Regions from separate parts of the Mus musculus genome. Here all the other regions are linked to region 1. A link is a contact called in public Micro-C and promoter capture Hi-C data. All regions are on one chromosome and are shown on one strand. Each heading gives the region's core, a stretch centred on a gene start, on an enhancer-like site or on the middle of the called end of the contact. The rest is flanking DNA. Distances are from core to core; before and after follow the strand shown. Region 1 holds the start of Thap12 (THAP domain containing 12). Region 2 holds the start of Nars2 (asparaginyl-tRNA synthetase 2 (mitochondrial)(putative)). Region 3 holds the start of Pgm2l1 (phosphoglucomutase 2-like 1). Region 4 holds the start of Pold3 (polymerase (DNA-directed), delta 3, accessory subunit). Region 5 holds the start of Rnf169 (ring finger protein 169). Region 6 holds the start of Ints4 (integrator complex subunit 4). Region 7 holds the start of Neu3 (neuraminidase 3).

Region 1 (3,970 bases), core at 633-3,132:
CTGGGCCAAGCACATACAAACCATCACATTTCACTCCCTGGCCCCCACAGACTTGTTCAAACATATGAGGCTATAAGGGCCACAGCTAAACATAGCATAATACAAAATACATTTAGTCTAATTTCCAGAGTCCCCAGTCTATAGCAGCTCAACAATGTTAAAAGTTCAGAGTTGCTGGAGAGATGGCTCAATGGTTAGATCTGACTGCTCTTCCAGAGGTCCTGAGTTCAATTCCCAGCAACCACATGGTGGCTCACAACCATCTGTAATGGGATCCAATGCCCTCTTCTGGTGTGTCTGAAGACAGCTACAGCGTACTCATATACATAAAATAAATAAATAAAATCTTTTAAAAAAAAGTTCAAAGTCTCTTCTGAGATTCATCCAATCACTTTATTGTAATCCCAATAGCAAGACAGGAAACCAGCTGGGCAAACTCCAAACGCTGCATCTCCATGTCTGATACCGTAGCAGTCGTCAGATCTCCTACTCTCTGAGCATGCTCCCTGCAGAAGGTGGCTGGCAGGGGCCCGACTTCTGGGATTCTACACAGGCAGAGCCATTTCCTCATCAGCACTCTGCTGCAGCTAACTCCACATCTCAGAACTTGTCCTCTTTTCCCTCACCTATAAACTAGCGTTCTTAATTTCCTTTGAATGACCAGATGGACACTCAAATTTCCCCAAGTTCAGGCTGATCCTTCAAAATACTTGCTATAGCTTTGACAGACGTTTTTCTCGTGTTCAGGTTTCCTTTCAGAATGAATCTAATGGTTTCTTTCTCTAAATGTAATTTCTTCAGCCATCCTTCTCACTGTTAACTGCTTGTTCACACAAAGTCCGTGACCTTTTGGATATTTGCATCCGTTCTGTGGGTGACTGGACGACTACTTCATGGATCATCTCAGACATTTTCCCACCCTTCTTTAAACCTTTTGTGCCAGTCAAATACTCAAGCCCTCGACACCACTTCACCCCCATACGCTTCTTTCAAAAGTGGTGGGTCTTACTTGCAGACGTGTTCGATTTTACGCAAAATTTGATACTTTGTTCTAAATAGCGGCCACTCATTTTGAAACAAAACCATACAGGAACGTTATCAGGCCAGGACTGTGAGAAGCCTGAGGTAAAAATCTCTAGGGTGCTGCTGGCCTAATCATTGCACTATTCCTGCCTCTCTGGAAACCACCAAGGAAGTTACTGCTTTTCTGAGCTTTTACCCTAGCGTCTAGTCAAGGTGTGCGGCTAGCAATCTAGCACTAATTCGGTCACAGAGTAACCGGAAGGCAAAACGGGTTAAAAATTAAATCCTCTACAACTCATGTTTGCGTTCAACCCGCGAGTTGTTTCAAAGCAATCGCAAGGGTCATCCCGAATCTGTTGCCTTTAAGAGTCTACGGTGACTCACGCAATGGACGCATGAACCGTGACAACTTTTACACAAGCCGGGCAGACGCAGCCGTGAAGTAACGTTCTAGCTTGCCCTGGATCTGCAGGAACCCGCACACAGCAAACCTACCCGAATAACCCGGGGTTGCGCTCGCCAGTCCCGGGGAGACTACAGCGCATGCGCAATTCCTTCCTTGCGCGGGTTGGGTTGTGCGCATGTGCATTGAGACTACGCAGCTGGCCCGACCCTCTCGAGTGCGCATGCCCGCCCGCAGGGACGGTCGCCTGCGAAGAGGGCGGGGGCGGATAGCTGAGGGAAGAGAGGGCACCCTCCAGCGCCAGGGTGCATTGTGGGAAGGAGGCGGTAGCGTCCCGGGCGGGCTGGAGGTGCAGCAGCGGCGGCGGCGGCGGTAAATCCTCCCGGCCGCACACAGCACTGTGGAGCCGCGGCCCCAGCCCAGCCTCGGCCCGCGCGCCCCTCCTGCCCCTCGCGGCTTCGCGCGCCAGCCCCTCCTCCGCGCGCGGCCTTGCGGAGCCGGCCGGCCGGCCCAGCTCCCCTCCCCGGCCCCGCGGGGCGGCCGCGCTGCCCTGACGAGGCGGGGAGGGGAGGGCTGGACCGGCCGGCGGCCGGACGACCATGCCGAACTTCTGCGCTGCCCCCAACTGCACACGGAAGAGCACGCAGTCTGACCTGGCCTTCTTCAGGTTCCCGCGGGACCCGGCCAGGTGAGTGGGGCGCGGAAGCTTCAGGGACTTGCGCGCACGTGCGCTCGCGGGCACCCGGCCCAGTGGGTGCCACCCGGGGGCGCGAAGGCGGATGAAGTGGGCGCTTAGCGCCTTTGGTGGTCCGACGCGGTTCCTTAGCTGTCAAAGAAGTAACCCTTCTCCAGGGCTGTGTTCCCAGGGGCCCTGCCTTCCCCCGCGTCACTGGTCTCTTCTAGGACAGTGTTTCTGTTTGGAGGCGAGCCGCTTTCTTTGATCTTAAATCAGGTCACAACTGCCTCCTTCGGACTTGTCAACCCAGTGTTCAAATGCCGACCGTTACTCATTGTCTCCCTTGGTTGTTGGGACCACAGAGGACAAGTGTGAGGGCGTGGGAATATGGTATTGCAACTTCACTTTTCCTTGGGGTAGTTTATAATCTGGGACGTAGTCTGAGAATCATAGGGACTTAGTGTGATAGACTGCAGGTAGTTCTCAGAGCTCTCCTGTTGGCTCATTCGTTTAAAAATCAGTGCTTAACCATGTTTGAAGTACTCATGTCAGGTGCTGGAGACTCGAGTGAATTTTGTCACGGACGGCAGAAAGCACCTAATCCACAGAGAGAGAGAGCAGATCTATCAACGAGCGCTGAATATAGCATGATATTAATTGAGCAAATATTTATTGAAAGCCGACAGTTGGTAGAAATTGGTCAGAGTATGAGAGTGGGTAACATGAACCAATGAAAATCCCTCTTCTCAGAGGTTACATTCAAGTCTTGGGAAATTGGCAAGTAAAATATTTATAATACCGTGTCCAATAATGAAAAATATCCTGAAGAAAAATACAGCAGGGGTTGGAAGGGCTTTTAGCTAGGGAACAGGTGGAAAGATAGCTCAATGCTGAAGAGCACTTATACTCGCAGAAGGCCTGGGTTCTATACCCACATTAGGTGACTTCAGTTCCAGGGGATTACACAACCTCTTCTGGCCTTCCTGTGTACCAGGTATGCTCAAAGTGCAAAACGCTCGTGCATATACCAGAGCAGATTAAAGAAAAAAGCATAGCCAGGGAGCTGAGCAGTGGACATTGTCTGTTATCCCAGCGCTGAGGAGGCAGGGAGAATTGAGATTTGAAGCAGGCCTGGGTTAGAGTAAGTTCCAGGCCAGTTAGGGCTGTAGTGTGAGTCTTGTCTCATGAACCCGTTTAAAAAAAAAAGTATAAAAAACGGAGGCACAGTTTCTATTTTAAACATAACAGAAAAAAGTCTCACCATAATGAATCTGAACAACAACAAAAAAAAATTGAATTGGGGAAGGGGAGAGCTGTGCAATATGTTGGAAAAGCATCTGGAAACAGTAAGAGTGAAGTCAAGGCATGCTTGCTGATGAGGTTTATATGGGAGACGGAAATTGTTTAGGAAATTGTTGTCCATGGAAGATATTCTGGTGGTTATCCTGAGTGAAGTGGGAGAGTTTAGAGCTGCAAGAGTTCTTAACAGGATTTTTGGCTGCTTGTTAGTTGTAGGGAAGTAAAGATATGAGCAGGAAGACCAAGGGAAGACTGTTGCAATAATCCAGATCAGTAGAAGAGGATGAAGAGGGAAATTGATGCCTTTAGATAAGGTTTGAAGATGAAGCCAACAGGATTTACTAGTAATTTGGATGTCGTTTATAAGAGAAAAGAGTCAAGACTAACTTCTGAGATTATGTGTGGGTATGGGGTGTGTGTATGTGGAGGCCAGAGGGCATCCTGTGTCTTGCTCTATTCCTCCTTTAAGAAGGATCTGACTGAACCTGTAGCCAGATTCAGCCAACCCCAGCAATCCTCCGTCTCCACTCCCCAAAGTGTTAGAGTTACAGAAGTTTTTAACATAAAAC
Region 2 (3,970 bases), core at 896-3,395, 1.8 Mb before region 1:
GTTGTCAGCTTAGAACAGAAGAAAGAATTGTAAGAAGTTTCTGGTTTAAGTTAGCTAAAGTGTGTTGTGTAGAACCCTGTCAAAAATCTTCCCAGAGAGGCTACAGAGATGTCTCAGTTTTTAAGAGCACTGGATGCTCTTTAAGAGGACCTGGGTTCTATTCCAAGCACTCAAATGGCAGCTCATAACTGTCTATGACTCCAATTTCAGGAGATACAACATCCACTTTTGGTCTCTGTGGATACCAGGAACATATTCGGTACATAGATAGATACACATGCAGGCAAAACACCTATACAAGTAAAAAAAATTTTTTTTTTACTTAAAAAATAATCCTTCACAGAGTTTAGGGGTAACACTGACAGAATTCACTGCACAGATAAAAAAAATAGCAGAGAGTAACACCATAGACATTTCATTTCTGATTCTCACTCCAAGTCACTTCAGGAAACTTTGTGAATCAGAGAAAGTCTGGTAGCCAAGTCTTTATGTTGTAAGAGGAACAATTCATGGGTGTTTAATCACTAGGGTAACAAAATGAGTAAGAACATGGATGAAACAAGACTGTAAGTAACTTGGGGTATACGGCAAAAACTCTAAACTTCAGTTTCTTCTAAGCAAGAGTGACTGTGATGATGGAGTTAAGACGTGAGGAGTTCTTGGCAGGGAACAGCCACTCTGTGACACTCTACCTATCATTATGGCTGGCACGGTACAACATTCACGTTAGAAATGTCATTCCTGCTGCTATCGGGAAGGCGATGAATCTAAAGGCAGACGTGTGGATCCAAACACTGAAAGCAAATCAGAAGATAGAATTTAACACAGTAAAGGATAAACGGGAGCAGTTGGGTCTGAGCACAAAGCTTGCAGGCAGTGATCAGCTTTCACTACACACTTTAGATTACCCACTGCTAATTTCCCATTTTACCCACTGGGGTCCCTTTCCCTTGAGTTACTGAACAATGGTTCTCTGCTTAGTTTCCTAATTAACCCTTTGCCTTAAGTAGAGGAAGATAGTCTCCCTGAGACTTAGCAGAGCAAAGAGGAGGAAGAAAGATGAGACAGAAGAATTAACCTGAAGAGAAATTGAGCTTGCTGGTTGCTGGTTTCACTTTTTTTTTTGGGGGGGGTATCGAATATACTTTTATACTTTAAGATATAAGCTATCTCTACATATTTGGAAGGCTACAAGTTTTTGATTTTTCCTTTCTCAAGGTTCCAGAAGTGCCCCAAAGTATTTTTATTGGAGATATTTTCAAGTCTGTCCAGAGAAGAGTTTTACAATTCTTTCAGGCCATTTTCCTTCCCAGCAGATTTTCCTGTCCTCCTCTTACAGGAAAATTTCTGACATTCTCATCTGGAAAAATTCTAACCTTCCTCAAACTCAGCCTAATTATCTCTTTCTCTGGGTCGCCACTCCACTTACCACACACATATCTATGTGTGCTCTTGCTGGGTATAATGTGATGGTTTCTCTCGGTTTCTGTCTCACTGTCTCTTTGTCTGTCTCTGTGTCTCTATCTCTCCCTCTCTGTCTCTGTTCCCCAACCAACATCTTTTCATCATAAGCTCCTTGATGAACAGGACTATGTATGGTGTCTCATCGTGGCAACTTAATTAGTCCTTATTTTGACCTTTTCTTGTTTAACTAGATAAAAGCATTATCATGTGTCTCACTGAGTTACGAAAAAATATTTTTGTGTAAACTTAAAATGTAGCTGAATATATGCAAAGGCCATTTTTTTCTTTTCAAACAAATGCAAGTAAGAGAAAAGATTTGCCCATTCTGGCAGGCAAAGCTCCTTTTTAAGCAACGAATTGTTTGGCTACCACCCAACAGTGACTTCAGCAGGTACTACGTCTGGAGACTGACTTCCCAGAGCTCAGAACTCCTCTCCACCCCTAAGACTCTGCACAGACACTTGCCTTCTGCATCTGTCAATACTGCCCACAAGTATTCCTCAGTCTCCCTAGAGATGACCCAACAGTAGCTATTTCTGAGAAACCTGAGACAGCCCTTGCGCCTTAGCCCCGCCCACCTCAGCTCCTGCACCGCCCCTACCGGTGCGGCGCCTCACGAGCTCCCGGACACAATCACGCATGCTCAGACTCCACCCAGCGTGATGACGGAAGAGCGAGCACGGGGTGACGTAGCTCAGTTGCAACGTGCTTTAAGTCTGGGTCTGCACTCCGGTCCCATGTACGGTGTGACACTGACCGCTGTGTTCCGTGTAGTCGAACCTTCTGTGCTTTCGGGAGCGGGACGCGGAGGTGGGGTCCCGTGGGAACTGCTCGGGGCGCGGAGGGAAGAGCGACAGGAGCGCATGACGGCAGGACTGCGCGGCTGAAAAAGGCTGCTCTCGGGGACTGTGAGCCGGGACGTAGCCCGGCATCCCGTGGAACCCTGTCCGGTCTCGCCATGCTCGGGGCCCGGCGCCTGCTCGGCGCGCTGCGCCTCTGTTCCTCCGTTTCCTGCCCCAGGCCCCGCGCGTCTGCCAAAATGCGCGTGCGGGACGCCCTCAGGGTCCAGGACGCGAGAGGGGAGTGCGTAACGGTGCAGGTGGGTGTGTGGAAAGACTGCTGCCTGAGCTTGCTTGACTTGAGCTGTCTCCAGAGTCTACACTTCTGGGACCGCACTGTTATTTTTGCAAATCGTTCTGACGATCACAAGTGCAGCAGCTGAGTTTTCATGACACCTAGGGGTTTCTTGTAAACACTTTAATCATGCGGAAAAGTTGAAATGAACACTCCCTTATTTATTTATTTATTTATTTAGTTTTATAGTAATAACTTGGGATGCTTTGCCCTAGTTCCTTGAGAACAGAAATTCTGTCTTTCCTTTTTTCCTGTTCACCTGGCTGGCAGGAAATAGTGGTTCCAGGTGTGTCCAGCCTTTTGACATTGCAACATGAGGTCTCCACCTACCAAGTTCATACTTGAGTTACCGCCTCTACCCTCCAGTTAAAAAGTCTCAAAGTTTACGAGTCCGTGTTGGGCTGCATTCATAGCTATCCTCAGTTGCTCACTGCGGCTCATTGTACACAAGTTGGACACAGGAGAATCCATACCTTTTCAATTTCAGTCACTCAGGCTCCTGAGATTTCCATGTATTTAAACTAGGAGAAAGAGCAGAATGTTGTAGTTTGACAAGCTAAGGGCTGCAGTTGCCTTGGCTTAATTCGCTTGCCCTACTATGTAGCTTGTTACTTATAGGCATGTCACGACAGTGCCTCAGGCCCCAGTTTCTCTTATGAAAATGGAGATAATAGTCTATATTTTGGAGAGTTCTGAAAATTAAACGGGTTAATGAAGACAGGCTATTTAGAACAGAGGCCTCTCAGTCAGTGTTAGATGCTGTTATTTGTGACAGCTTTGAATAAATTCCTAAAAGCACAGAAAGAGTAAGACTGGTGCTTGGCTGTTTCCTCTTGAATTACTGAAATAAACTAATAGGTCTTACCCATATTCCTGATATCTGGCACTATGACCAAGCTGTTCTTCCTTGCATTTCTTTGGGTTTATTACTTGTTCCATGATCCCAATCAAAAGTTATCAAAACTGTTTGCTGTACTCTTTGTACCTTGATTTGTGTGATGAACAAAAGAAGAGTCAAAGATGAACTGAACCTACTACGGAGGTAACAGACCTTTTATTTGGGTGCTTAGTGGTATAATATGGAAACTGCTAGTCAACTTGTGGCTCTGAGCACCTGAGTGTGTTTCAACTGCATGGAGGTGTGTTGTAAGAGTAAAATATATAATAACTTTGAGGAGTAAGGAAATATAAAAATATAAATATATTCAAAAATAAAAATATGTTTATATTGTTTACATGTGAATGATATTCAGAGTATAATTGAATAGCATGTTATTCATTACCTATTTTTACTTTTAATGTAAGGACAAATCTTTTTAAAGATTAATTTTATCTTGTATTTGTGTATGTGTGTCTGCATGAGTTTATGACA
Region 3 (3,970 bases), core at 908-3,407, 1.5 Mb after region 1:
GTACTATTACTTGGTATTTAAAACTAATTGTCTCAGCCAGGCGGTGGTGGCGCACACCTTTAATCCCAGTATTCGGGAGGCAGAGGCAGGCGGATTTCTGAGTTTGAGGCCAGTCTGGTCTACAGAGTGAGTTCTAGGACAGCCAGGGCTATACAGAGAAACCCTGTCTTGGGGGGGGGGAAATTGCCTCATAAAAAATACTGCATAAAATATTTAAATATTAATTATTAGATTTGTTAAAATGCAAATCTGTTTCAGTAGAACTTTACTGAGTACTAAAATTTGCATCTCTTAATATGCTTCCAGAGGATGCCAACATGTTGGTTCTAATATGTACTTTGATAATGACCATCTAGGTCACAATCAACAGCTATCTTTATGGAGGTACCGCGGCCATTTCAAAATTCAGGATTGCTGGGATTTATGTTCACTAATATAAAATATATTTTAAACAACCTCATAGTGGACTTGAGAATCACTCACTAATGGATTTGAAATGCCCTCTCCTTTTTTCTCAGTTGGCTTATTTCCTGTTCTTGAAATCCCAGTGCAGGTCCTCCTGCTTGATGGTTTCATTTCCACTATTTGCAGCAAGCTCTTCATCGTGGACTAAACATTCTTGCACATATCCTATCTCTCCAGATTTTATTTCTGGGGATTTTGGTTGTGACCCTAGCTTTAACAGCTGAAGCATCACTCCAGCCCTAGATTTTACTTCTTGAAGGGAATTGTTTATATTCTTCTAATATCAGCTCCTAGCATAATTCTTGTTTTGTTGATTTTTAAGGCAAACACTGCAACCCCTTACAATGACATATATTATTTTTCAGAATCTCTCAATACAATTATTTTATGCTAGTAGTTTGGATTTTATTAGAACAAATGATGTCTTTAAAAAATAAAAGGAATACTTTGGATTTATTATGTCTTTTATCTTTGAGCCTCAAAACACTCTAAAACTATTTCTTCAATTACTGTACTGTCATGCTATAAATATTATATAATCCTTACAAGAGCAAAAGGCTGATGAGGAAGAGTTTTAATATACTTGGTCAAGTCACACCAAGAAGGTATTTGGCACAGTGTGGTGGTGCACACCTGGAATTCCAGCACTCAAGAGTTCAATTTCAGCCTGGCGTATATTATGTTCAAGGCTAGCCAAAGCCATAGAGGAGACCCTGTCTCAAAAACAGAGAAAGCAGAGTGGTCCATATACAAGACTTCAGTATTTCTCTGGCCTCAAGTAATGAGACCTGAAAGGCGCACATTTATAGAAGAAAGAAAGTGAAGGTGTTCATTTCTTTTTTCCTCTGTATTCCTACTTGTTCATGAATTTTATGATGTTTGTACATTCTTAAAATAGGGTTAAATGCTGACCCATCATCTGACAACCTTCTTATCTATTTTCCAGACATTATATTCTCTCTACCTCTATTCCGCGGCTACAACTGAACAAAAACAACTGCCAGCTGAGGTAACATAACAGACTGAAACCCGCATTCATTTCTCAGGAACGCTACTGCTCAGAAAATTCGGTTTGCCTTTCAGTTCCTTCTGTGTAAAGTGGGAAAGGAATATACATACAACCTACCACACAGGATGAATGAAATGACAAAAAACGACTCGTAAACTTTCAAGTACAAATAGATACCGTTGTTCCTTACGTCATTCCTTTTTTACCTTAAAGCAGGAGACCACCACTGCACAACATAAGTAAGAAGCGTCAGGGAACAGGTGGTGCTTTTTCTCTCCGAGGGAAGGGAAAGGCAACGGGTGTACAGAACTCGGGGAACCGGGGAAAACTACAACTCCCGTGAGGCGTCACGCGCGCCACTTTGGGCTCCCAAGCGAGACCAAGCCCTGAGGCGAAGAGGGTGGGGCCTGCGCGCGCCGGGGACTCTCCTAGTGAGTGCAGAGGCGGGCTGCTTGAGACGACGGGGACACCAGGTGGAGGCGCACGTGCGAGTGCGGGGCGGGTGATAAGGGAAAGACAGCTGAGGAACGGCATTAAAAAAACAAAGCCAGCTGTGCACTGTCGCCTCAGCGGACAGCAAACGCTGCAGCGGAGGTGCGGGGCGCGCGCTCCCGGGCTCGCGCCTCATGCCTCGGGCACTCGGACGGGCCGGGGCGGGCGGGGGCGGCGCGGGCGGCGCGGGGGCGGGGCCTAAGGCGGCGCGGGCGAAGGCGGCGACCCAGACATCTGGGACTGTTGTTGTTCTCTCGCCTCACGCCCGCCTCAGTCAGTTCGAGCTGAGATCCGGAGCTAGTCTGCTGGGAGGCGGCTGTCCTGTCTCCGCCCTCTCTCCGGGTTCGCTGGAGCTGCGGCAGGAGCTGGCGCGGACTGAACAGCTCGCGGTTGGTCTCCGATGCCCTTCGTCAAGGAGGGGGTTTCTGGACCCTGGTGAGCGCACCTAGAGCCCCCCTGACTCAGTGTCTTCGCCCGCCCCTCGGGCCCGCAAACCCGTGTGTCTACCATGGCTGAGAACGCAGATGATGACCTGAACTCTAACCTGCTCCACGCCCCCTACCTCACTGGGGACCCCCAGCTAGACACGGCCATCGGGCAGTGGCTGCGTTGGGACAAGGTGGGTACCTGGTCACCCCGGCATCTGTCCCCTCTTTCTGCTCACCCTCGCACAGTCCACCCTTTCCGGTACCCACCCAGGGCTCTGGAGGCTCCAGGGGAGATGGCTCCAGCCAGCGCAGGGCTAGTGGAGTTGGGCGATGCCTCTCACCTATGCAGGGGCTGCTTTCCCCGGCGGGCTGGGCTGGGCAGGGACGACTGCAGTCTCTTTCTTTTGTGGTAGGCTACACCGCAGTCCCGCTTCCTCCCTTGCTGCCCCTTCCCTTCCAGTGAGTATCATCTCTCATGGTCAAAATACTTCGTCCTCATTCTCATCGTTGTAAGTTATCCTCTGTGTACTATGCATCCATCACCTTTCCTCTTTCTCCTTTGACTTCCTTCTCTGCAGAACCAGAAAGTGGCTTCTGGTTCTTGAACGTTACTAACCACTCACTATGTTGCTCTGCTGTGTTTCCACCCTCTGTCACTAGGTAATCGCTGGCTAGGTATTCGCTAGTCTATTTCACTCTTATTTTCTGGTATCACCTTTTGCTATTAAATGTGACAAGGGTTCTCCTCTTATTTCATTCCTCTGCCGGCAGTTATTTATTGGAAGTATCCTGTTCAAAAAATTGTCATGGACATCTAGAATAGTCTAGTTGTACTGATAGAATTTGCACCATTCTCAAATCTTAAAAGGCAGATTCTGATCAGATATTTAGGAATTGCTTAGGAATTTCAGAATTGCTGATGCCATCGTTTCTTCTCTCTCCCTCCCCTTGTGCAGGTATATAGGGTGGGTTGGTGAAAGCTAGAATTAAAATGCATCCTTTTCACTTGTAAACGAGGCTCTTGGAGGCTTTTTCAGAGGGTGGGATGATAATCCCAGTGTTTGTTTTCTCAAGTGCATATGATACAGCTGCTAAAACAAAAAAGGCAGCACATTTAAAACTGAATTAAGGGGTTTGTATGGAGGTATGTGAGATTTTGTTATACAAAAGAACTACTTAATTAGCTTTCTGAAAAAGTTTATTTTCATTTTTTTCCAGGTATCTATGCATTTAAGAAGGGAAACAAAACAAAACAAACAAACAAAAAAACCCAACTAAATACTGAGTGTTCTAGGCCAGACAGGAAATGCTGGTGGTGAGAAAGATAGAAAGAGTTCTTGCCGTCAGCAAGCCTTTAGTTCGTAGATAAGGAAGTCCAACAAATAAGCAATTACAATAAAGTATTTGGTGTTACTGGGTCATATATTTCTCAGATGTTCTAATCCTTCTTCTAGAGTCTGAACCAATGTTTCTCAGACCCGAAAGTGCTAACAGATCATCTGGGAATCTTGAGGCATTTGTTGACCAGACAACTAGGGTGGGGCCTGACAGCCTTAGTGAGCTTCCAGGTGATTGA
Region 4 (3,970 bases), core at 670-3,169, 1.4 Mb after region 1:
AAACAATAAAAAGATGATGCTGAAAATAATAAATAAAAACAAAGTGAAAGAAAAATTCCAATATTATTAAAATTAGCAGTCAAATGAACTTACTGTTTGGCCTGGTTAACATGAACCCCTAGTGTATAGCTTAGCCACTTGTAAGTCACCTGAAACAAAAAACAATTTTTAAGGTTTTATTAGCTGATTCCAGAGTACAGATAAGTGCCAAGAGCCTGTTCCTAGGGACTCTTATTCTCGGATGGCTGTGTCCTGTAAACTACAGCAGATACCAACAAGAAAAAAACCATATGACAAGTAAGGCCAGGGTACTTACCTTACAAACACTAAGATGCTTCACAGACTGATCAATGCAAAAGAATCTACAAAGGTGGGTCAGAGAGATGGGCAGTGGGGAAAGGCACTTGCTACCACACCCTTAAGAACCTGGGTTTGGCCGGGCGGTGGTGGCACACGCCTTTAATCCCAGCATTTAGGAGGCTGAGGCAGGAGGATTTCTGAGTTCAAGGCCAGCCTGGTCTACAGAGTGAGTTCCCAGGACAGCCAAGGTTATACAGAGAAACCATGTCTCGAAAAACAAACAAACAAAAAGAGCCTGGGTTTGATTTGTTGGATTCGTACGGTGGAATGAGAGAACTGGTCCTCTGACATCCATAATTGTGACATAGCACAATTATGTGTGTGTGTGTGTGTGTGCGCGCGCGCACGCGCATGACACTAAACATAATAAGAAAAGTCTTAAGAGTCTACAAAGCCAAGCCAAAGATTATTTAGCTCAAACTCCTTGTCTTACTTAAAAGCTCTCTGACCCTCTTGTCTTTAAGAAGCTACCTAAAACTATCCTAAAATTTATCTAAAACCTAGCATTACTTGAAAGCACATAACCCAGGAACTTCTCAGTAAATTTGCAACTATTCAAATGTTAAGAGGAACAGGTGGTGTGGGAATCAAAAAAAAAAAAAAAGAGAGAGAGAAAAATGGATAAATGTAGTATGGGGTAATTTCAAGAACTAGGGGCATCGAGCCTCCATCCTTCCCTGACCCGGTATGTCTGTTGTTTCTTCCAAAGCTAAACGATGCACTCCCAATAAGAGGACTAATAAAGATTGGTCAGAGGCAGAGTGGCAGACAGAGGCAGAGGGGAAAGAGACAGACCTGGGATTCAAGAATTTATCTATCCAGCCCTAATGGCCCTTGACGCGTTTATACACGTCATTTGACCCTTGGCTAAATCCCACTTCTAGGGATAACACAAAAGCCTGGAGGACCCGGGAGGTGTGAGTCGGTGTACCAAACTGTGTCCATGGGCTCACAGCAGCAAAGGTCCATCACACCCAAGTCTCTTCATTTTTACGCTAGCCCGAGGAGGTGGGTCAAGCTGCTTTCAATATTTAAATTTCCAGGAAGAGGAAACTGTCTCTGGTGGGTAAAGCACCAGGCAGTCGCCTATGAAAGTCGGCCAGTCTCAACTGTCTTGAGGGGCCACCACCCGACAGAGCAGGGAAAGGAAGCCTCACGAACCCCGCTGGCTTCCCAGGCTCCACGCCCCCGGACCTCACAATCCCGCCCAAGGCCCCGGGGCTTGGGCGCGCGCCAGAAGCTCTGCCCGCAGGGCGTGTCTCCCTACGCGGGTTTCGCGGTGACCAGTGGCCACCTCAGCCGGTCCCCGAGAAGCCACAGGCACCGGGGGTCGCGACCCCTCGCCGACCGGGCAGGCCCAGTCCCCCGCACACCCGCCTCGCACGGCCCCGCCTTCCCCACCCCCGTGGTCCTAGCTCCTCACGATCTTGTTCTGGTCCGTGACGAACTCGTCTATGTTTTCTAGATACAGCTGTTCCGCCATGGTGGTGCGGCTTCGAGCCCCGCGCTCAACCCGCCCCAGCCGTAGCTCCCGCCGGCGGGAAACAGCTTCGCTCACTCTCGGGTCACAGGTCGTCTCCCAGGGCAACCAAGGCGCCGCGCTACGGCGGCGGGTGAGGGCCAAACTAGTGAGAGGCCAGCCAGGGCTGATGTAGGGGGAAGTTGGAGCGAGACCGACCGGAAGTGAGGCGCGAGCCCGTGGTTGTCGGTGTGCACCTGAGAACGTTGCGATTTCTCTGCTACCACAAGTAGACTGACTCATAACCTTATATTTCACCGCTGGGGGCGGGGGAGTGCTGTGGCCAAGAGTACACATGGAGCCTACATTGTAAAGGAGAGGGAGGAGGGGGAAGAGGGGGAGGAGGGGTGGCTTAAAAGAGTTGGTGTCAGGCGTGGTGGTGCAAAAGCAAGCAGATCTTTGTGAGCTGAAGACCACCCTGTTCTACCCATGGAGCTCCAACCTAGCCAGAGCTACCAAGTAAGAGTCACTAGATTAGGGACATGATCTTTGGGTCAACCAGGAGTTTCCCGGAAGATGTGAAAAGACTGGGGAAAAGAGCAGACGAGAAATCAAATCATTCTATTTGGCTGGAGTTATAAGTGAGACGATACACATAAAACCTTCAAGCTGTGCTCACCACGATCACACTAATAATAGCTGGTAACTGTGTTGTTACACGACAAACATATTGAGCAAGTGCTTTGAAAATGAAATTTCATTTAGTCTCATAGAAACCCAGCAAATGCATTGTGTGGTTTTCATAGAGAATCATAACAGATGCCTGTAAATAAACCCAAGATCATGTCAAAGAGATTACAGTTGTGTCTACAAATACACTGAAAGGTTTTAGGGTCAAAAACAAATCAGAGAAGAGTATCCCTTGGAATTTTCCCTCCCACGAATTAAGAGATGAAGAAAGTCTTTTAGTTTCATGTATATTCCCCAGATATATCACAATTACTTACTTACTGAGTAACTAGCATGTGGTGGGCATCTCTAGCAGTGACCCTAATCCTCAAGTAGTCTTGTTAGATTTTATTATCCCTTTATACACACACACACATACAAAAGATGAGGTCCCATCATTTCAAACCACCTTCATGTTGTTCATGGGAAGAGTGACTAGGAAACAACTGCAAGGACTTTGAGACAGGGTTTGTGTAAACAAAAACTATTTTAAGTATGATCTTGGGGCCAATGAGATAGCTCAGTGGGTAAAGTGCTTGCAGCACAGACCTGATGACCTGAGTTCAGTCCCAGGGAGCCACATAAAGATGGCAGGAGAGAACTGATTCCTTGGAGTCATCCTTTGGTCTCCACACACCATGGTACATGCAGGCCCATGTATATGCACAAAATAATTAATAAATAAAAATTCAAACTTACTGTATTCATAATGTCAGAACACCCACGTGTAATAGACTCTCAGCAAATGAATTTTGCTTGAAGTTTGGTTACAATGAAGGCATTGAGAGCTAAGTGAAAATACTGCTGAGAAAGAAGTAGAGCTCTGATGTGCCCACTGTGACTTACCATCACTGAATGGGCAGGGGCCATGTTAGACTTTGTATTTAAATATTCTCGTGTAATCTCGTCAACAATCTAGGATGTAAATATTACCTGTATACTAATATATAGATGTCAGATAACTTGAGTCTTTATCTCAGTTTTATAGAAACTGTCCAGAGTTAGGTAGTTTGCTCCAAGCCACATACATAGCAAGTATGTTTCCGTCCAGGTATGCTAAAATAATCGCCCACCGTCTCAAAGCTGGGCTTGCTTTGGTGGTAGCATTGGGCTGCCTTTTGTTCTCATCTTGGTTTTTTTGAGGTTTGGGTTTTTTCTTGTCTTCCAACTGTTTAACTTTTTACAGATCTATGTGATTTTTTACAGTTAGAGAAAACAGGAAAGGTGAAGCACCAAGCAATGGAAAATCAGTCCATTGTCTTATTCCAGATATCAGAAGGGCTTTCCATATTTTGAGACATGAAATGCAAATGAAGCTAACACACTTTTGCCTACACACACACACACACACACACACACACACACACACACACATGACTTTAGAGCAAGCAGAATTTTCACTCCCTCTGCCTTGAGGATAAA
Region 5 (3,970 bases), core at 1,035-3,534, 1.3 Mb after region 1:
CAGCAATTCCTTTTTTTTAAGTTTTGTTTTTTAAATGGCTTCCCATGATGCCAATAACCTTGAACTTCTGACCCTCCAGAGTCCACTTCCCAAATACTGAGATTCCAAGTTTGCATCACCATGACTGGCTCGGCAGTATTTTCTATTCTTCTAAAATTATTTAGCTGGACAAACATATGATTGCAATGATCCAAAAAGTAAATTTAGGGAAAATACTTTTCATTATGACCCACATATAACTGAAAGATACTAAGTAACTTAACAAGTCCTATGGATTCTCATTTTAGGTAAATGTCCTTAATCACTAATAGCCTATCCTTTATTTAAACAAATTTCTTTTAGTGGGAAAAGTTTACACAAATCAATAAGCAATGCATTCTTTCATAATTCAAATTTCAAGGTGGATGTTTCATAACAGCTCCAAGAGATATATAAAGAGAACTGCTATTCTATTTGACCATATAGTCAATGTAGTAGGGAGACCAGAGAAATTGCTTATATTTATAATCTCAGAAATTAAAGCAAGCTAAATTGAGAAAATCATATGGAATTGTACTTTCATCATAAGACAAGTTAGTTAATCTCTTTGGGCCTCAGTTTCACCTATAAAATAGAAATAAAGGTACAACCAAGAGCACTGTGATGGTTTTGGAAGGGATAACAAGAAACGCAGAAAGTAAAATGCAGAGCATCTCAGCCCTTAGACTGAAAAACAAGGTGTCTTTGGCAGGTGTCTCTGCTTGAACCAAAAATAGATGCATTCTGGACTCTACAGTTTCTAGGAACTGCACTTTCATATACACACAAAGCAATGCCTTCCTTCTGCTGAAAACGACGTAAGGCAGAATTCCTAACATAAAAGGGCTAGCAAATGGCTTTTCCTGATTCACGGTTCTTGAAAATCTCAGCTGTAGGTATGTTGCTTAGGCTTGCACCAAAGAAGCCTAGGTCTCGGTTCATGTTACAAACGGAATTTTCTATCTCAGACTTCAGCACCAACAAGTGATGGGCTGCCGACGGTGAGAAAGGCAAAGGAGTTCAGGCCAAGAGTCCTACAACAGACCTTTAAGTTGCCAGCATCATAGATGAAACTTACATAGAAAGACAGAAAACAGCCCCCAGCCAAACCAATCTTTGTCTCCAAAACTTAAATCCCACCCAGCTTTCTTCATCAAGCACCACTAACGTTTATGATTAGTATTATCACCAAAATAGATGGCATTTATCTCATCCTGTGTGGCAAGCTCTGCGCTAAGCATGCATATATATATATATTTTTTTTTTTTTTTTCCCAAGATAGCATGAGAAAGAACTTCACACGAGAGCTCATCCTCAAAACCCACTCTGCTCTCAAGTCTGCAAAGCTCCCCCTGAGCCTGGGATATCCCACACCTCATTCTCTCCAGCCCTGGAAGACACATCCCTCCTAGACCGCGCGACCCCAAGCCCTCTGCCCAACACTGAAACAAGCGCTGCTGGGATCCTCCAGGGCCCCTCCCCCTCCACGCACCAACTTCAACATGCCCCTAACTTGTTCCAGGAATTGTTTCCTTCCAAACTTCTGACTTACGCAAGGCGCGGGGTCCCCTCACTGCCCCTCCAAATTCAACACGCGTACAGTTCGCTCCAAAGTTCAACCTTCACCAACACATACTGCGCCTGGGCAGAACCCGGTCGCGACCCCAGCAGAACTCTCCACACCCGCGGCAGCAGAGCCCGGGACCCTCCACCCCGCTCACCAGGCCAGACCCGGCGGCTGGGCCTGGCTGAAGCCCACAGGGGCGAGGGGAGGCTCCACCTGGCTCCGCGAGCGGCTCCGGCTCCGGCCTGGGCCCCGAGGCAGCCGCGCCCCCGTCCCGGCGCGGGCGGCAGGGTTCTGGCTGTCCACGACGGGCGCGCTCGCCCATCAGCTCCGCGGCGGCCTGGCCGTCGTCGCGCGCCCGACGGCGGGCCCAGCCCGAACCGCGGGGACGGCAGCGACGGCAGCCCGGGCCCGCCGCGCGCGAGGCGCAGCCTCGGCACCGCGAGTGGCTGCACGGCAGGGCCGCCACTTCCCCCGGGGTCTCCAGGCACCCGGTGCAGCCCGACTCCTCCGGCCGTGGCGCTGACCGCAACACTAACAACGCGGGGCTGGAGGCCGGGCCCGGAGCCCCGGCTTTCGCTGCCGCCATCTCGTCACAGCGGCCCCTCCGGCCCCGCCGACTCAGAGCTGCCGCGGCCGCAGCGGAAGAAGCCCGAGTGCTCGGACCTGCCGCCGCCATCTTGTTTCCCGTTTGAAGGGAGAGTCGGTTGCGGTGGGAGAGGAGTAGAGGGCGGGGCAGTGCGCGGCGGACAGCTATCTGCATATTCATGAGGGGGCGGGAACCTAGTCCGCCTGGGGATATTTCTCCTAGGGCCTTTCGCTTAGCAGGAGGAGACTGCTTATTAATATTTAATGATTATTCTTTATATATCTGGTCTTTCAGCCCGCCCTCCTGTTTTTGTAGTTTCTAGCACTGAATCTTGAGAGACTGAAAGAATTTATTTGGAATTTTTGAGCGACCCTGAACTTTATAAAATGAACTATAAATATGAGCTATCCAGAAACTTGTCGAAGTACTTCATTTGGTAAGGGCTTTCTCCTCGGGGCCATAGCAGCTTGTTGTGATTAGCATGAGGCCTATCATGACCAAAAGTCTTGAGTGATTGTTGAAATAACAACCTGACCAGCCCTCATTTCAGCCCCTCTCTCTCCACATCCCTTTATGAAGTCCCCTCCCTTGGCTGGGGCAAAAAAAAAAAGCATACTTTATTACACAAACCCTGCTCCTCAGATTACTTCTGTGTTTGATACTTAAATGTAGATACTCTTGTGTAAGCTTGTGCCTTTTCTTTTCTCAGTCTATATGACTCCCTGGTCTCCTCTTTTCTTCCCCATGAAAGCCCACACTAATATCTGCAGTTCAGAGTTATTGAATTTATCATTATGGATATCTGCATGCTCCGTGCACAAACCTAATGTCTCCATCCTTTCAAAACAGCCCTTATTTCCCACATTCTATTCACAGAACCATCTCAAGGGTCCTCACGCTCCCAGCCCAGGCATCTTTAACTTATAGTCTTGTCATTTTCTGGCCAAAATGGCTCTATTTCCAGCCTGTTCCCACCCACTTCTTCATTCCATAAGCCCACTGCATGATTTCTTTCTCCTCATCTCTTCACCTAGCTGGCAGCTGTGACTTCTGCAAACTGACCTGCCATCACACAACCCCTCTTCCTATAAGCTTTGTCCCATGGATCTTAGAGTTCATTCCTACCGGCCAGCTCTGACCACATCATTCCTGTTTAAGCCAGGGAGAGGTGTTGAGACTTTGCTGTGATTTTCCTTTCTGGATACAGAGGATTTAGGAAAAAGAATGGCTCCCCCTGATGGAAAGATGACTGTACTACAACAAGTCTCGGGGTGTTGCCTATTTATTTATTTATTTGTTTGTTTGTTTGTTTATTATTTTTACCTTAAGGTGCATTTGGACCAAGATGTTATCTTTATGGAAAATCACAGGCTTTGTAAAGACATTATTTTTAAGCAACTGTATGTAGAAGAAAGCATCTAGAAGCTCCAGGTTGTCATGAGAGTGTCCACAGTTGGTGGTAACCGATTCAAAGCAGAGTGATTAATCCAAGTTGGGGTGGGGGGGACTGGAGCCTTAGGATGAGAACCTGGAAGTAAAGGACAGACAGCAACTGACAAAGGGTCAGTGAGTAACTAAACATCATGTCCAGAGAGTCAGAGGCCCAGCCTAAGGCCCAGACAGCCAGAATACTGCCAGACACAGAAGTGAGTTCTTGGATGGGCTGTCCTTTATCCGGGCACTTGCTCACTTCCTACCCAGGGACATTTTACCTGGTTCTGACAAGGAAGGCTTGTGGTACAGAGAGTATGCTAGCTAGTTTTCTGTCAACCTGACACAAGCTAGAGTCATCTGATAGG
Region 6 (3,970 bases), core at 901-3,400, 1.2 Mb before region 1:
CAAAAAAGGTGTAGGTCCCTAAAATACCATCAGGATTAAATAGATGGTTCCAGTGTCCAGAAGGACGGATATGACTTATATTATTATGGCTAGCACAGGCTTGCCTTACACTTGCTATAAAGCTTAGGCTAGACCATAGGAGAGCTTTCTATTTCAGTCTCTCTGGGATTGGGAGTACAGGTACAAACCCACCAGCCAGTGGTTTTACAGTGTCTACCAACTTGGATTAGATAGAACATTCAAATATTGGAATGATAAAAACAGCTAATATTTACTCAATGTACCGTTTGCTAATTATTTTCTTTGACACGTTGTGTGCTCTGTTTCCTTCTCTTTCTCAGGAAAATGTACTTTTTAAAAGTTAGATGAAAAATCCTCCTGCGGAAAGTTGGTCCTTTTGAACCACATTCCTTTATCCAGCACTTTGGTTGCTCTGTAACAAGCCATTTAGGTATCTGTCTTTGCAAGCCCCTTGAGGTGCATGAAGAGTCAGGCCTGCCCCCACCCCCAGGGACCTTCAACCACCAGGCTCCACCCACAGAACACCCAACAGCCAGCCCCAACTCTAGAGTTAAAATAATTTTTTTTAAATAAAAAAAGCTCGAGTTTTGAAGTCCCCCCAATCCTCACCCTGGAAAGCTCCCCACACACCACCCCAGGAATCCTATATAAACCCTGTTTCTCCTCAGTCCTCTGCTGTTTTTTTTTTTTCAAGCATTGGCAGTCAGCCTTCTGGGATTTTCCCTGCCAACAAATCTCGTGTGAGGTTTGTTGTGCAATGTGACTTTGTGGTATTCCTTGACTCCTAACTGCCAGGACACCTTTCCATCTGAGCTGTAACACAGTCTTCCTACGTATAGTATAGGATAAAGATAATCTATGTGTTTTTGGGTCCTCTGTACCTACCAACTTCCTGTTCCCTCCTCTAAATGTCCCATGTTTTGGTTAAAAAAGTAAAGAACAGGTGAGTTGTAAAACTCAAGAGCACCACATATCTCAGATGCAGGGTGTTCTTGTTTCTGTATTGTTTCATTACACTGTAAGCATGTTTTTGTTAGGTAGGGATTATCAGTATGCTTGTCGTGGAGGTCACTTGTTCAAGTACCAGAGTCTTAAAGGAGTGTTGTGTTAGAATCTGACTCCCCTATTTCTGCCTTCACTATTCACTTTAATATGGGTTAAATAATAACAGCAATTCCATTCTTATTCCTTCCTTCATTATTGATCTTAACAAGGGTTAAATAATAACAGGAACTCTATTCTACTCATTGTTCATGTTCTAGACTTATTTCCAGGGTCTTGATATTTGTACTTGCATTTTTTAGGCAAAATGAGATTTATCTTTCTATTATGTAGACTGTTTTCCAAAGAAAGACTACAAAGACCTTCTGAGAAGCAGACTTAACTTGAAAAACAAGGTTTTCTGAAACCTACCAACTACAATGAAGTTAAAAACCTGTAATTGAGTTTATGCTAAATGCTAATCATAATAAAGTTCCCTTTTTATTAAGCTTTGCTTGCTTGCCAAAGTCATAAAGAACCTTTGTAAGACTTTGAGGACACCTCATCCTTCTACTGTGGGTGTGTGTGTGTGGGTGTGTCTGTAATGGTAACATTTTTGCCTTTCTATATCTCAGTGTTGGCTCCTGGTTTTTGACACCACAACACGTGGCTTCATCCTCAGTCTCAAGATTCTTTTTCACTGTTTCCCAGCTGTCAGAGGAAGCATTAGTCTCTTCACCAGAGATTCGTGGAACACACTGACAGTCCTGATAGAGACTTGGCTCCGGGTGGACCACCAGCATTCTTAAATCTTCAGACTTGCAGAGTAGTACCATTCAGAAAAATGATCTTAAACCTTTCATTGATTCAACAGGAAGATTCTTGGCTTTCTTTTCTTTATCTTTCCGTTTTTCTTCTTCTTCTTTCTTATTGATGGATAACTTCTAAATTACTGTAACAAAGTAAAACGAACTTCGGGGAGGAGCTGGAACTATGGCAACACTCACCCTAAGATTCTAGCAGGGCACCTCCAGGATACAGCTCCGGGTTTTGCCTCCAGCTCCCACCAGCCCCGCCTTTTACTCCACCCATCTTCCAGGATGCACTCTAATTTCCGTCTCCCAGCAGTAGCGGCAGCCAATCGACTCACTGGGCAGTGGAGCTTCAGGAAGAGGCCTCTCTATCCAGCAACCCCACTGCTTTGTGGGATTGCAGCGAAATCGGTGCTGTAGAAAGGTTTCTCTCCACGTTCTCAGCAAGTACAGAAGCCGAGAAGGTCCGGTGCAGCCATGGCGGCGCACCTGAAAAAGCGGGTGTATGAGGAGTTCACTAAAGTGGTTCAGGTAAGCGCTGGCAGAAAAAGCCATGGACCAGTCTGCGCGGGAGGGTTGTCCGCACCCAGGCTGTTCTCCAGATCAGCGCCTAAGCTTGTGTGTAGCCGGCTTAGGTTTAGGTTCCTAGGCTGCGCGTCAGGCAGGGGGCGTGTTAGGTCGAGGCCGCTGTTCTCATGTGTACTCTGACTTTGGGGTTTGTTGTTGTTGTTGTATTTAAAGTTCTGGGACTAGAATTCGGGGTCTTAAGCATGCTAACTTATCACTCTATCCCAAAGTCACACTCCCAGCTCACTTGATAAAGACAAAACAAAATCATTGGGACAACGTGCTGTATAGTTTTAAAAACTGTCAGGTATCTTATTTTAATGTCTCACAGCTCGGTTGTGCCAGATCGGTTATATTTGCATTCTCCTGTCCTCAGTTGGTGGCAGAACTCCTCTTAACTCGTGTACCTCTAACTTTCAGAGACAAGTTGAGCTGTATGCAAAACCCCAAGCTGACTAAAGGTCTGTAGAATTCAAGGCTCAGACCAAGCAGGCAAGAGTCACAGGACGGCAAACCTATCATCCTCTCTCTTTTAAACATAGGTGGACCAAGAGAGCCCCTGTCAGAACTGTCAGTGTGCTCCACAGTGTCTCTGTAGAAGCGATGTATTCTGCTTCTTAAATTTCCATATGTACACAGATACATACAAAATATACGCGTCTTGAGGAATACTTAAATTTTTTATCTTTTTTGTAGTAGGGGAGATTGAGTGTAGGGCCTTATGCATGCTGAGGCATGTGGTCTACCACCGAGCTGTTACAGATCTCGCTCTTTTAGGGAGTTTGTTATGATGCAGATTATGTTCAATAGGTTGGTGGTGTGAGGCAAGATCTGCATTTTGACCAGGCCCGGGGGTTTATGCCAGTGGATCCCCAGCAGTCTTAGATATTTAGGCAGAGTGGTCTCATTAAGGAAAAAAAAAAATTTTTTTTTTCTTTGAGACAGGGTCTCACTATGTAGAGCAGGCTGATCATGAACAGGAAGGAATCAGCCTGCCTTTTCTTCCCAAGTGCAGGGATTAAAGGCTTGCATCACCATGCCTGATGGAAAATGACTCTTAAACCTTCCATTCATTCATTAATTCAACAGGAAAAAATTAAAGTATTTTCAAATACTTGAGTGATTTCTGTGTACCATGTGTGGTAGGAAGTCGTTGTCTATCAGAACCCCTGCTTTTGGGGAGTACATAGTCTAACTGGAGAGCCAGGGCAGTGTCTCTGTTATCGTCACAGAGAGAACTACACTGGCGAGTCGGTATTCTTCCATTCTCCTTAGCATTTTCTCCTTTTCCTAAAGCCCAGCTCTAACTTTCAGTGATCTCATACTGCCGTCTTCTCATGTTTGTTTATCGGCTATTGGTAAATTGGCTTTCTCTTTATTCGTCTTTCTTACAAAAGCTTACATTTTTTGTTCTTTATATTATATGCATGAGTGTTCTGTCTGCATGAATGTCAGTGTATCACGTGTGCAGTGCCAGAAGAGGGCATCAGATCCCCTAGAACGGAAATTACAGCCAGTTGTGAGTTACCAGGTGGGTGCTAGGAGTTGAACCTGGGGCCTGTGCAAGAGCAAGAATTCACTCTTAGCCC
Region 7 (3,970 bases), core at 586-3,085, 1.1 Mb after region 1:
TTTCCCCCCTAAACAATGTCTTACTTTGTATCCCAGACTGACCTTGACTTGTTATCCTAGAACCTTAGGCTCCTGAGTGTTAGTTAGTTTGTGCCACCATGCCAAACAGGGCACATTATTTCTGACTCCTGAAACTGATGTAGAACAGTAGTCATGTACTATATACAATGTAATACTAGACTGAATATGTGTGTGTGTGTGTGTGTGTGTGTGTGTGTGTGTGTGGTGGTCCCACAGATTCTAATTGTGTTAAAGTTCCCATCACCCACAGACATCTTAGACACCAGTATCACAGCCCAGACATATAACACGTTTGTGATGTCAGTCATATACAAATATCTATGTACAGCTCATACAACTTGAAATGACAAAAAGCTACTTTACTGGCTTGCAATCATTCATTAGACTACACTTTGTTATTATCTTGGAATACAAACTTACAAACATTTACAGTGAAACAGCATATTACCTTAGCTGGCAGCAGCCTCACACAATCCATGCTTTCAGAATCTCTTGACACCATTTTTTCTTGTGTTTGACTTCATTTCATGTTTCACTCATCATGGCTCCAGCCGCAATAGGCATATATATGGAATATATATATATATATATATATATATATATATATATATATATATATTCTCCATACAGCCTAGCTGAGCCATACGATGTGCATACACACTGATGAAGTTCTCACAATGAAACCACATCATTGTTGTGTTCTCAGTACCAAGCCCCATCATTAAGCACTGCATTATTCTATCAATTACAACCTCCTCTTAGCACCTGGGCTGGTCTTGAACTTGTGATTCTCATGCCCCAGCCTCCTGAGTGCTTGGATTAACAGGAGCCAGGCCCCATGACTGGCTCTCATTTGTTAAAGGTTAGTAATGTGTACTTATCAGGACCATTCAAAAATGCTTTATAAACGTTAAGGCACTATACAAATTGATGTCTTTAATTATTGTGAATGCTGACCTTTTTACAATTCAGTTTTGGTTCTGCCATCACCTCAACAATTAAATTGTCATTAATTTTCACTATGATTATTCTAATAATAATGATGACAGTGGTAACACAGTGGCCTGGTCACACCTAAAGGATTCACCCAAACTATGTGCTCAGAACTAGGGGCTGAGAAGAATCTAGTACAGGTCTGCTTTGGAGTTGTTTGCTTTAGCAGATAATTCTGATTATTAATTACTGTTCCATACTCTCTCACCTTCCAACCAAGTCCTCTCTATTCTCTTTCTTGGGGAGAGTACAGTTTAGCACGACTTCTGAAGTCAGCCTTGTTTGAAGAGGAAAACTTAGGGGAGACCACTCAGTTGCAAATCTAGTATCAAAAACATTCCACCTTGGAACCTTTTTGGTCGCCCACAACTCCTCTATAGTAAGAAGACTTCACAGTCTCGGTTTGTTCCCACAGTTCTAAACTACAGCTGAAGTTTGGCTTTAGATGGAAGAAAGCAAAAGTAGAATGGTCCTAGCTGATTCTGGCTGACTCAGTCTTCCTTCCTGATGCAGGTCCCCACAGTCCCCGGCCGAATTCCGGGTGACTCTCACCCCAGCTCACCGGCTCCGGAGGCTCTCTGGGCTCTCCCGTGGAGTCTCGGAAGAAGGCCTGAAGCTGAGCTGGGGCGATGGAGACTGGATAACAGCGACAGAAACCACAGACGCTGAAACGAACCCAGTGACCGCTGCGCAAGAACTGGCAGTAATGAGACAAATATCCCAGGAGCAGAAGGAATGCGCTGGGGAGCAGGCGCCAGAGGACTGAGAGCAGCGTCTGGGTGTCAACCTCCCCGGCCAGGCCACGCCCCTTCACCGCGCAGTGCCCGCCCTGCTTGCTTCTCCACGCCCTTAACGATTGGTCTGTGGAAGGTATCACCGCCTAAAACTTCCCTAGACAGTCTAATTGTCGAACAAAGGTTCCGAGGCTCAGAGGGGACTCCTAAAAAGATAAAAGGTGGAAGGGGGTGTTTTCACACAAAGCACTGGACATTCTCCTTGCAAAAGGTTCCAAAATGTATATATTTATCAGGGCCTGGTGGTGCGGGGCTGTGGACTTTGCTAGTGTGGTAGAGACTGTTAAATTTCATCTGTCTGGACTACAAAATGAGTTTAAGGCCACCCTGAACAATTGCCCTTCTCGCAAGATTTTTAAAAAAAAGTATAAACAGAGCCGAGAAACCAGTTAGGTGGCAGAGCACTCGCCTAGCAGGTGCAACGTCCTAGGTTCACTCTCCTGTACCTTCGATAACTTATTGTATATTGTCTACACACATTTACATACATGTATCTGTCACCAAGTACTGAATCCATTCTCTTGTTTCACAATCACACGCAAGGACCATCCCATTCTTCCCCACCTACCAAAATCAAAAGAGGAAAAGGCCCCTCTTGACACACTGCAGCATCTAAGAGATCAGCCAGGGGTGGGGACAAAGAAAGCTAAAAATGACTGTTAAAAAAAAACAACAACAACACAAACAAACAAACAAACAAAAAAACAAACCGAAACAAACAAACAAACAAAACCCATCAGGTCAACAAGGCTACCAGAGGAGACTAAAAAGAAAATGAAAAAGTCACGACCAAAACAAAAACCCAAACAAACAAACATAAAAACCAAGATGTGGAGTACATTGGTATCAAAATTCACAGTGGTTCCTTATGTACCAGGTTAACATAATGAACTAGGACATTTAGCATAGTGGCATTACCCTGTGGGGAGTGACTTGTATTTGACTTATAATAGTAAGATGTATGATAGCACCCTTCACCTTATAATATAAGAAATCACACCCCCAAGTGTGGGTCTAACCACAGTAAGATAGAAAGCAGCACAGCAGGGCCGATTCGGCCGGACCCCATTCCTCCTCTGCCTGTGAGGATGCCAGGGGGCAGGGCCCTGTCCACCAAGGAGCAAAGTGACTTCCTTTTATTTCATCCCAGTCATGTTAGGAGTTTCTCTCCCAAATGGCTGCCTCCTCTAGTTCCAGTGTAAGAATATGGGGTCTTCTTTCTTTGAAGTGAACTTGATACTCAGAAGTAGAACTCACATGGAGAGAAACAATTGAAACTCATTTTTTTTGTTGGAACCAAGTAAAACATAAAGGAATTTGTCAAAAGATGAAGGGAAAGATGGAATATTAACTTAAAGGATGGAAAAACATTGACTCCTACTGAGTTTGAATCCCTGAGCCTGAGCAAATACCATGGGTACGGCAGTGAACGCTCTAAGGGATGGGCTTTCCTAAGACACAAGATCATAACAGGATGGGATTTTCCTTCATTCCTTTTTAAATAATGAGAGATTAGCCTGACAACACTGAAATAAAATAAAGTAGTTTCCTGCTAAAAGTAACTAGGACTTCAAAGAAAAACAGCTGATTTCAGAGCAGGGGAAAGAGGTATAGCATAGGCTTTGAGTATCTGGTCTTACTTGAAAACAAGGTAGCTAGAAGAAAGCAACAAAGGCCATGCTCAAAGAGCTGACCTAACAAGGATCCTACTACCAAATATGTGTGGCAAAATAACAGCTAGGTGCAGTGCTGCACACCTATCCTAGAATTGAAGAAGCAGAGGCAAGAGAACCACATGCTCTAAATCAGCAGGGGTTTTAATAGTAAGTTCCAGAGGACTTGGGGCTACATACTGAGAACCCGTGTAAAAAGGGGGCAGGGGAATAACAACTTACAAAGGACTAGATTAAATGTTTAATGTTATGAGAACATGGTGCCGGAGAGAGGTGCCCCAGTAGTTGAGAGGGCCCAGTGCCCGCACCCACATGATGATTCACCAACATCCTTAACTCCACTTCCACAGGACCTCTTCTAACTTTTGAGAACACCAGGCATGCACATGGTGATGTCTTAGAGTTTCCATTGCTGTGAGGAGACACCATGACCAAGGCAACTCTTACAAAGACAATATTTAATTGGGTCTGGCTTACAGGTTCAGAGGT

What was found. Promoter capture Hi-C pulls out the DNA fragments that hold promoters and counts their contacts. A called contact is a pair of places that touch in the nucleus more often than the background predicts. Capture Hi-C pulls out chosen DNA fragments and counts their contacts.
Region 2: a promoter capture Hi-C map of erythroid cells shows a contact between it and region 1, with 15 times the contacts expected there. The contact joins the promoter of Nars2 here to the promoter of Thap12 in region 1. A contact is called at or near these places in 1 of 39 promoter capture datasets (erythroid cells) and 1 of 115 datasets of contacts at active chromatin or transcription factors (astrocytes).
Region 3: a contact with region 1 is called in a Micro-C map of embryonic stem cells. The contact joins the promoter of Pgm2l1 here to the promoter of Thap12 in region 1. A contact is called at or near these places in 1 of 39 promoter capture datasets (liver), 1 of 484 Hi-C or Micro-C datasets (embryonic stem cells) and 1 of 9 other capture datasets (liver).
Region 4: a promoter capture Hi-C map of liver shows a contact between it and region 1, with 4 times the contacts expected there. The contact joins the promoter of Pold3 here to the promoter of Thap12 in region 1. A contact is called at or near these places in 2 of 39 promoter capture datasets (embryonic stem cells and liver), 2 of 484 Hi-C or Micro-C datasets (B cells and CD8 T cells), 1 of 115 datasets of contacts at active chromatin or transcription factors (astrocytes) and 2 of 9 other capture datasets (adipose tissue and liver).
Region 5: a promoter capture Hi-C map of liver shows a contact between it and region 1, with 2.6 times the contacts expected there. The contact joins the promoter of Rnf169 here to the promoter of Thap12 in region 1. A contact is called at or near these places in 3 of 39 promoter capture datasets (embryonic stem cells, liver and pre-B cells) and 1 of 9 other capture datasets (liver).
Region 6: a promoter capture Hi-C map of liver shows a contact between it and region 1, with 3 times the contacts expected there. The contact joins the promoter of Ints4 here to the promoter of Thap12 in region 1. A contact is called at or near these places in 2 of 39 promoter capture datasets (both in liver) and 1 of 484 Hi-C or Micro-C datasets (liver).
Region 7: a contact with region 1 is called in a promoter capture Hi-C map of liver, with 6 times the contacts expected there. The contact joins the promoter of Neu3 here to the promoter of Thap12 in region 1.

The regions. Positions count from the first base shown.
Region 1 is chr7:98,701,365-98,705,334 of GRCm38.p6, forward strand. Thap12 (THAP domain containing 12) reads left to right here and starts at 1,883. Exons shown (of 5, transcript NM_028410.2): 1 at 1,883-2,114. The coding sequence starts at 2,026. Gm15506 (predicted gene 15506) reads right to left here and starts at 1,564. Exons shown (of 1, transcript NR_144495.1): 1 at 1-1,564. It also overlaps the pseudogene LOC108167485.
Region 2 is chr7:96,949,382-96,953,351 of GRCm38.p6, forward strand. It overlaps Nars2 (asparaginyl-tRNA synthetase 2 (mitochondrial)(putative)), which reads left to right and starts at 2,146. Exons shown (of 14, transcript NM_153591.4): 1 at 2,146-2,563. The coding sequence starts at 2,423.
Region 3 is chr7:100,225,450-100,229,419 of GRCm38.p6, forward strand. It overlaps Pgm2l1 (phosphoglucomutase 2-like 1), which reads left to right and starts at 2,158. Exons shown (of 14, transcript NM_027629.3): 1 at 2,158-2,585. The coding sequence starts at 2,475. Gm34877 (a long non-coding RNA gene) reads right to left here and starts at 1,956. Exons shown (of 3, transcript XR_869834.3): 1 at 1,681-1,956.
Region 4 is chr7:100,119,581-100,123,550 of GRCm38.p6, forward strand. Pold3 (polymerase (DNA-directed), delta 3, accessory subunit) reads right to left here and starts at 1,920. Exons shown (of 12, transcript NM_133692.2): 1 at 1,784-1,920; 2 at 94-149. The coding sequence starts at 1,843.
Region 5 is chr7:99,978,174-99,982,143 of GRCm38.p6, forward strand. It overlaps Rnf169 (ring finger protein 169), which reads right to left and starts at 2,285. Exons shown (of 6, transcript NM_175388.3): 1 at 1,799-2,285. The coding sequence starts at 2,261.
Region 6 is chr7:97,478,806-97,482,775 of GRCm38.p6, forward strand. Ints4 (integrator complex subunit 4) reads left to right here and starts at 2,151. Exons shown (of 23, transcript NM_027256.2): 1 at 2,151-2,345. The coding sequence starts at 2,292.
Region 7 is chr7:99,826,582-99,830,551 of GRCm38.p6, forward strand. It overlaps Neu3 (neuraminidase 3), which reads right to left and starts at 1,836. Exons shown (of 3, transcript NM_016720.2): 1 at 1,577-1,836.